Regions from separate parts of the Mus musculus genome. Here regions 1 and 2 are each linked to region 3. Evidence: chromatin contacts called from public HiChIP or PLAC-seq and Micro-C data. All regions are on one chromosome and are shown on one strand. Each heading gives the region's core, a stretch centred on a gene start, on an enhancer-like site or on the middle of the called end of the contact. The rest is flanking DNA. Distances are from core to core; before and after follow the strand shown.

What was found. Hi-C and Micro-C count contacts between places; a contact is called where the count stands out from the background. HiChIP or PLAC-seq counts read pairs in DNA pulled down with a chosen protein or histone mark.
Region 1: an H3K4me3 HiChIP or PLAC-seq map of embryonic forebrain shows a contact between it and region 3, with 2.9 times the contacts expected there. The contact joins the promoter of Exosc2 here to the enhancer-like site in region 3. A contact is called at or near these places in 15 of 39 promoter capture datasets (the 3T3-L1 cell line, 3T3-L1-derived adipocytes, the C10 cell line and 11 more), 19 of 115 datasets of contacts at active chromatin or transcription factors (acute myeloid leukemia, bone marrow-derived macrophages, craniofacial prominence and 11 more) and 3 of 9 other capture datasets (adipose tissue, liver and pancreatic islet).
Region 2: a contact with region 3 is called in a Micro-C map of muscle stem cells, with 2.6 times the contacts expected there. The contact joins two enhancer-like sites. A contact is called at or near these places in 1 of 484 Hi-C or Micro-C datasets (muscle stem cells), 2 of 115 datasets of contacts at active chromatin or transcription factors (both in embryonic stem cells) and 2 of 9 other capture datasets (adipose tissue and embryonic stem cells).

What each region holds. Positions count from the first base shown.
Region 1 is chr2:31,669,394-31,672,093 of GRCm38.p6, forward strand. It overlaps Exosc2 (exosome component 2), which reads left to right and starts at 1,322. Exons shown (of 9, transcript NM_144886.3): 1 at 1,322-1,468. The coding sequence starts at 1,347.
Region 2 is chr2:31,296,931-31,299,630 of GRCm38.p6, forward strand. No RefSeq gene overlaps it. Among named protein-coding and RNA genes, the nearest start is that of Hmcn2, 16 kb to the right of the region's middle. Within about 2 kb of position 1,316, at least 129 of the 459 cell types and tissues checked have an H3K27ac peak or open chromatin away from gene starts, as enhancers often do. A contact at or near this core is called in muscle stem cells, where this site is marked.
Region 3 is chr2:31,447,956-31,450,655 of GRCm38.p6, forward strand. The region is part of intron 86 of Hmcn2 (hemicentin 2); the gene reads left to right. Among named protein-coding and RNA genes, the nearest start is that of Ass1, 21 kb to the right of the region's middle. Within about 2 kb of position 1,281, at least 69 of the 459 cell types and tissues checked have an H3K27ac peak or open chromatin away from gene starts, as enhancers often do. A contact at or near this core is called in embryonic forebrain, forebrain and muscle stem cells, where this site is marked.

The sequences.
Region 1 (2,700 bases), core at 72-2,571, 220 kb after region 3:
TGAGTTGAATCAGCCAGCCAGAGCTCAGAAAGAACTAGAAAGGGGGAGCTTATTCAGCAGCAATTCAGAGGCTGAAAACATTTTAGGCCTAGATAAGACTGTACAGAGTCTAGAAGCTTCCAGAACTAGACCTAGGTTAGCAAACAAAGACAGTAAACCTCCCAGTCAACAATTACAACAGGAAAATAAAAGTTACATTTATGCCTCCCTACAGACTTGCTTGTCACATGACTGTTTACAACAGTCATCTTTCAGCAGACACATGTCATCACTCAGAAGAGGTCCTTACTAAAGCACATTAGAGCCATAGGGCAGTAGGTGAGGACAGCACCTAAGGGGCTAGAAGACAAGGCCCACGAGGAGCAGTATTCAGAGGGTTCTAGCTTCTCCTCAGATGGTGTTTCCTGTAAATCCCGGTCCTAAATCTATAGTCTACAAAATATTAGATTATAGTGGTTTTGAGTTGGATGCCAAGGTTCATTTCTCAATCTCTAGACTTGCCAACAATAAATAAAATGATGAAATGGAACAGTTTGGGTAAAAACTCATACAGTTTGGTATGGCAGCTTACACCTGTAATCCCAGCTCCTGGGAGGTGGAGGAGGAGGAGTTCAAGGATACCCTGGGTTACACAGCTAGTTTGAGACCAACCTGGATGACATGAGGCACTGTCTTTAAAAAATCCTACACCTGGAATGGAGAGGTGGTTCAGAGGTTGAGAGTACTGGCCACATTTCCAGAGGACTTGGTTTCGTTTCCCAGCACCCACATAATGGCTCACAAACTTCTATAATTCCAGTTACAGGGACTCCAACATCCTCTTTTGTCCTCTTGGGCATCAAACACCACTACCACTACCACTACCACTACCACTACCACTACCACTACCACTACCACTACCACTACCACTACCACTACCACTACCACTACCACTACCACTACCACCACCACCAAACCCACAACCTACACAAACTCACGTAATCGCAGCATTTGGGAGGTGGAGGCATGAACATCTGGACCTCAGCAAGGTTATCCTCAACTATACAGAGTTTGAGGCTAGCCCTACACGGGGTCGTTCCTCTAAAACAAACACAAAACTGACATCCAAACACCAAACCAAACTAATGTCATATTCCCTTACGACATGAGAATTCATCATTCCGCAGGTGCTTTCTTGCCAATAGTAAACATGGCAGCTTGGTGCCCTCACTTCCACGAGTTAACTTAATATTGCCAATACTCAACATGGCTGCCACACTATCCATTCCCATTGGTCGCTTCTCTGAAGGAAGGCGGGAGTTGAGGAGCGGTGTAGAGCTGCGCCTGCGCAAGTCATTGGCGCCAAGATGGCGTTGGAGATGAGGCTCCCTAAAGCTCGCAAACCTCTCAGTGAGAGCTTGGGCCGCGACTCTAAGAAACACTTGGTGGTGCCGGGGGACACGATCACCACGGACACAGGCTTCATGCGGTACGTGAGGATTTGGGGGTCCCAAGGCCTCAGGAGGCGGCTGCAGAGCTCTCTGCACGTGGCCCGCTGTCCCGGAACCCAGGCCTCCTGTCCCGTTGTATCTAAGTCCCCGAGTTACCCGGGACACATCGGAGCATCCATACTAGTTCCCTCCTTTGCGAGCCTCACGCTTCTGACTCCCGGCATCTTGGCTGCACCTTTGTCAGTTCCTGATTCCCTCTTTTGATCTATGGCGTTCGGAACTTTTGGACCCTTATCCTGAAACTCAAGATTCTTGAGCCTTCCTAGGGAGGGAGAACTGGGGAGGGCTGGTTGCAGGGCCCTTCTTACAACCCTCTGAATGGACAGTGGGGTTGGTCATCTCTTTCAGTGTTACCTCAGCGACAAGCCTGACTTGGAAGCAGTAATTTTGGTGGAGCGGGGGTTGAGGCAACATATTGTACCCAACAATACAAATTTAGCACGGAAAGTCACAACATGTGGCAGTTAGGGCTGTCTATGGAGTCGGACATCTGACATTGTTATCCTTAGTTTAGCACCTTGCTAAGGCCGGTATCCTCACCTGGAAGACAGTGGTGACAACAGGAATTGGTAGGTTAGTGAGTATTAACTGAAAAGTGGGGCAGGAGAGCAAAATCCACCATTGTATTACCACCAAAGATAAATCTGCATTAGGTAGCCAGTCTTCCCGATGTCTGTCCGTCCCCCCCCCCCCGTCGTCCCCCCCCCTCACCCCCAACCCTCCAATCTCACTATGTAGCACTGACTGTCCTGGAACTTACTATGTAGACCGCTCTGATTTTGAACTCAAGAGATCCACCTGCTTCTGCCTCCCAAATTCTTTTTTTTTTTTTTTAAGATTTATTTATTTATTATATGTAAGTACACTGTAGCTGTCTTCAGACATACCAGAAGAGGGAGTCAGATCTCATTACGGATGGTTGTGAGCCACCATGTGGTTGCTGGGATTTGAACTCAGGACCTTTGGAAGAGCAGTCGGGTGCTCTTACCTGCTGAGCCATCTCACCAGCCCGCCTCCCAAATTCTTAACTCAAAGGTGTGGCCGTTTGTCCGTTGCACCTAGTTTGTTCTTTCTTCCTCTTTCTTTCTTTTTCTTTCTTCTTTTTTTTTGGTACAAATGAGATTATAGTGTTTATAGTGTTGCCTCTAAGCTTTAAGTTTAAGGTATTAGATGGCAGATATCTTAGGATTCATTCCTTCATAGTTGCAGC
Region 2 (2,700 bases), core at 66-2,565, 150 kb before region 3:
CTCAGGAACTGTCCCTAGGTGGAAGCTGGAGGCCACTTACAGAGCCCAACCATATTGCATCCATGGAAGCGTCGAAAATCGATGGGGCTGAGAGATGCATCAGTAGTGGGATGCCTCCTCTGAACGCATGAGGACCTGAGTTCAAATCCCCAGCCCCATGTAACAGGCATAGCTGTGCAGGGTGCAAGGGAAGCCGGGCAGGCACATGGGTATGCTTGCTGTGGAGGCTGCCTGCTGGCAGATCTGGAGGGACAGCTTAGGGGCTCTGAGGGCTGAGAGCACTGGCTGGCACATCCATCCTGCCTCACATCGCCCTGGACAGGCAGGCCTTGACCTTAGTGGGTGACTTACTGTGCTGGTTTCACCTAGGAATTCTCCCTCCTCCCAGGGGAGTGAGCTCTCTATGGTAGCTCAGCTGGTTTCCTTCCCAGTGGGAGTCTTCCACCTCCCCCTTCCTCACTCCAATATACAGGGCAGAAACATCATAGTGGAGAAATTTTTATTTACACTCGTGGTGAGATTTTAGTCTACCATGGCTGGGAAGATATGGTGGTGGGAGTGCAGGCAGGTCCTCCTCAGGCTTACTCAAACCAGGGAGCAGAGAACTACCTCCAAACCAGAAGGGGATTAGTAATCTCTAAGGTCCAGGGCACGTCTGCCAGCTAAGCTGTCTACAGGCCAAAAGTTCTACAAAACTCCAAAACAGAACCACTAGGCAGGGACCAATACCAGTGTTTAATGTACTGGTTTGCAGGGGACACCTCACAGTCGAACCATAACAAAATACCCAGGGCACCACTTGGGGTGAACAGGACCGGGCAGAGAGGAGCGGGAGGTGGGGATGGTGGTATAGATTCAAAGGAGGATCCCTGCAGTGGTCACTGCCTCCCTGCCCTCCTCAGCAGCCGGTCTGCCCTCTCCCACCCTGCCTGACATCCATCCACCTTGTCCTCTTGGCTATCTTCTGGCCATAGTGGTGGGCATAGAAAGAGCATCAAAATCCTCTGAGTTTGGGAAACTGAGCTCTTGGAAAGTTGTTGCCTCCTGCACTTCCTTTCATCAGGGCGGGGTGTGGAGCAAAGGACTACATTTCCCAGCCTCCCTTGGGCAAGGGCGGCCATGTGGTTCAGTTCTAACCAATGGAGTGAGAGCAAAGAAACTTGCTTCACCCTCTTTGAGTCCGTTGGGCCAGACTCCAAAAAAACAAAAAACAAAACGAGCGTTTCTGGGATCTCGTCCCCATCCCCGTCGCCACACAAGCCCAAGACTGAGTTTGTCTAGGAAGAGAAATGCACGCGTGTCTTGACTACGCCGTCTCGGGTCTCTGTCACCAGTCTGATTTAGATCATCTCCAAAAGATTGTGTGTGCCTTTGGGTGGATTTAACGATCCGATGTCTCTTCTAAGTATTTGCATGTAAATTCTCCTTTGCCAAGACGATTAAATAAAAACAAACAGACAAACAAACAAACAACAACTGTACCTGCGTGGGACGAAGTTTCAGGTCATTGTTTTGTCTCCTCCCTTCCCCGTCTCCCTTTCTCCTCCTTCCCCAGGGTATCCTCTGCCTCCTTTAAAGTCCAGAGGATGGATGTTTCCAGGACAAAGGATCCCGTGGGGGACATCTCTGCTTTGCCGAGAGACTTAGGATCTAGTGGCTGTGGACTGGCCAGGGTATCCACTTGGAGTCTACCAGGAGGTGTCCAGGAAGGACTTTGTAGGGACCCTTCGGTCAGGGACCAGGGCTCATGGTCTGTTTCATCTTCTGTCTCAGAAATTGTGTCCTTTCCCCTGGTGAGACCCCAGGCTAGCCACTCACTTCTGCAGATCTCAGGGGTCAAACCATTCCTGAGTCCTGAAATCCACTCCCTCCCCCCGCCCCCCTGCCTCTGGAAAATCAGGAAGAGTGGGAGTGGTGGTGACTTCTGGAACAATCCTGGGATAGAGGAGGTCTTAGTGCTCTATTGCTGAGGGAAACCTTAACCACACAACTCCTATAAAAGAAAACATTTTATTGGGGCTGGCTTAGAGTTTCAGAGGCTTAGTCTATTATCTATTAGCGTGGTGGCACACAGGCAGGCATGGTGCTGTAGAGGGAGCTGAGAGCTCTGCATCTGAAATCCCAAGGCTGTATCCACAGTGACAGACTCCCTCCAACCAGGGTGGACCTCCTAATCTCTGTCACGTATCGGCACTCCTTGATAAGCAAGTGTTCAAATATATGAGCCTTTGCGGGGGGGGGGGGGGTCCTATTCAAACCACCACAAAGAGCTGGTCCTGGATTAGCCCCTGGACCCCCCAATTTTCCAACGGGAGAGGTGGAGAAGGTAGGGAGACGAGTGATCACTTCTGGGTGCTTGCACTCCTTGCACACAGCTCCTCTTCTCTGTGCTTCCCAGGAAGCCTGGTGGAATGGCTCCTCTATGTAAGTCCCCATTTTAACATTTAGCAGATGAATGAGTGGTCATTCTGATACTCACAGCTGACCCTAGATCCTTTCTGTACCCGGATTCTCCGCTTTAGCTCATTTAATACTTGCAGGAACACCCTCTAGAGGCTGTGACTGGTATTACACTCACATTTTATAGACAAAGCTGCCTTTGCTCTTAAGAGGGTCGACAGCCATTGCAAGGGGCTTCCAGGCTCCAGACAAGCTGTCTTTGCCTTTGGTCTCTGCAGGTGTCCTGGACCTGAGCAGTAA
Region 3 (2,700 bases), core at 31-2,530:
GGGTGACTGTGTATGTGTTTGACTATGTGAGAGTGTGTGAGTGTATGTGTGTGTGAGAGAGAGTATGTATGTGAATGTGTATGTGATTTTGTGTGTGAGTGTGTGAGTGTGAGTGTGTGCGTGTGTGTGAGTGTGTGTGTGTGTGTGTGTGTGAATGTGTTGTGTGTGAATGAGGGGGTGACTGTGTATGTGTTTGACTATGTGAGAGTGTGTGAGTGTATGTGTGTGTGAGAGAGAGTATGTATGTGAATGTGTATGTGATTTTGTGTGTGAGTGTGTGAGTGTGAGTGTGTGCGTGTGTGTGAGTGTGTGTGTGTGTGTGTGTGAATGTGTTGTGTGTGAATGAGGGGGTGACTGTGTATGTGTTTGACTATGTGAGAGTGTGTGAGTGTATGTGTGTGTGAGAGAGAGTATGTATGTGAATATGTATGTGATTTTGTGTGTGAGTGTGTGTGTATGGTGTGTGTGTGTGTGTGAGTGTGTGTGCATGTGTGTGTGGTGTGTGTGTGCGCAGGTGAAGAAACAGAGTTGACACTGAGTGTCTTACTCTATTGCTCCCCAACCTTATAAGGAGATTTATTTTTTTTTTATGTATGTGTATGTATGTGTGCCTGTGTGAATTTATGTGCACTGTGTGCATGCAAGTGCCCACAGAAGCCAGAAAAGGGTGTTGGTTTCCTTGAAACTTGAGTTACAGATGATTGTGAACTACCTGGTACAGATGCTGGACACTGAACCTGGGTCCTCTGCAAGAGCAGTACGTGCATTCTCCTAACTACTTAGCCATCTCTCCAGCCTCCGTCCTTACTTTCTGTTTGAGCCAGAATCTCTCACTAACCCAGCACTCACCAGTCTCTTAGGCTGTCTGGCCAGCTGGCCCCAGGGTCTGCCTCTCTTGCAGCCCTTTCTCCCCAGCATTAGAGTCACAGGCACACAGCTTTTATGTGAGCTCACCCTAGAAGAGGTCTTCCTGCTTGCACATCACGTACTTTACTGCCATCTCTCCAGCCCCTGTTTCATGTTGTTTTTCATTTGTTTGGTTGGCCTTGGCTTGGCAGTCCTGGGGACCAGGACAACCAGCTAGGTAAGCACTGAATCTCCTGCCCTGACTACAGACCTGTCCCTCCTCCCTGCTGTTTTATTCTTTCTGCCTCATCAGTGTAAGAGTGTGTCCTAGGCCTGGCTGTTTTTTTTCAGGGATGGGCAACAAGAGGCTGAGACTCCTAATGTCTAAAAAGTGGCCTGCCATTCAAGGGCTCAGAGCGCCTGTGGCCTCCAGGGATCTGGGTCAGACTTGTCTCCCTCCCTGCAGGAGCCAGCTCCCTCCCTGTGCCCTGTTGTGAAACAAATATGGATGAGAAACATTCCAGATGGGCATCACCAGACCCCAGATGAGGGCTGCACTTCCTAGAACCTGACATTAACCCGTCTTGATTGACCATTTAAGAATCTGGCCATGGAATGTTCTGTGTTTTGTTTTTTTGTTTTTCCGGGTTGTTTTTTGATAGTTCATCTGCAGTTTGCTGTTAATTTCCCTGGAGGGCTAGTGAGCAGAGAGCCAGACTCCCTCTGTATTGTGCCCCCTGGAAGGCCATCTGCCCAAAAGAGTCAGCTGGTTCATTAGGCAGAGGAAGCAGGGGCCCTGTGGGCCGATGTCATCCATTGAGTTTGTGCAAAAGAACGGCTGCTTGGAGTGCCTGGCAGCCTCTGGGCAGCCAGCCCACTCCAGCCAGAGCAGCTGCAGACCAGCTGGAGCCAGGGCCACTGATGGAATGAGGATGCTCTGGTGATAATACTCAGTTCTTGGCATGGCGCCCTGTCCCTATAGCATGCAACCTCTGCCATCATAGCTCTTGGCAAGTTTTAGACCAACAGGTCTTCTGTGTGTCTGTAGACCCACCTCCTCATTTTATAAACAAGCCAACTTGATGTGATCTAGGGACATGACTTGCCTGGCTCTATGTGTATGTGTGCACGTGTATGTGCAGGTGCGTGTGTGGGTAGGTGCATTGTACATACATGTGGGCAGGTGCATGTTGGCAGGTGTATGTGGGCAGGTGCATGCGTGCAGATGCATGTGTGTGCATGTATATAGGTGCATGCATGGATGGATGCATGTAGGTCATGCATGTGTGCAGGTACATGTGTGTGCATGCATGTGTGCACGTGCATGTATGTAGGTGCATGTATGTGTGGGTGCATGTATGTCATACATGTGTATGCAGGTGTATATGTGTGCATGTGCATTGTGTGTAGGTGCATGTGTATGTGTGTGCAGGTGCATGTGGATATGAGTACACCTGTGTGCATGATGTGTGTATGGTTGTATCTGTGTGCATGATGTGTGTCTGGGTGTATGTGTGTGCAGGTGCATGTGGGTGCAGGTGCATAAGGAGGCCAGATGACAACTTGTGTCGCTCCCCAGGAGCTGTCCATCTTGTTTTTGAGAGAGGATCTTTCACTGAGCCCAGGTTAAGCAGGTTAGCTGATGAGCCCCAGGGTTCCACCTCTCCCTCTGCTGTCTCTGCCTCGCCAGCACCAGGACCCCAAGCATATACCACTATGGCCGGCATTTCTATGTGGGCTCTGGGGACCAAGCTCAGGCACTCGTGCTTGCACGACAAGCACCTCACTGGCTGAGCCCTCTCCCCAGACAGAGTCTCCTTTATTTTTGAGCCAAGATCTTCTGTGCTTTTGAGT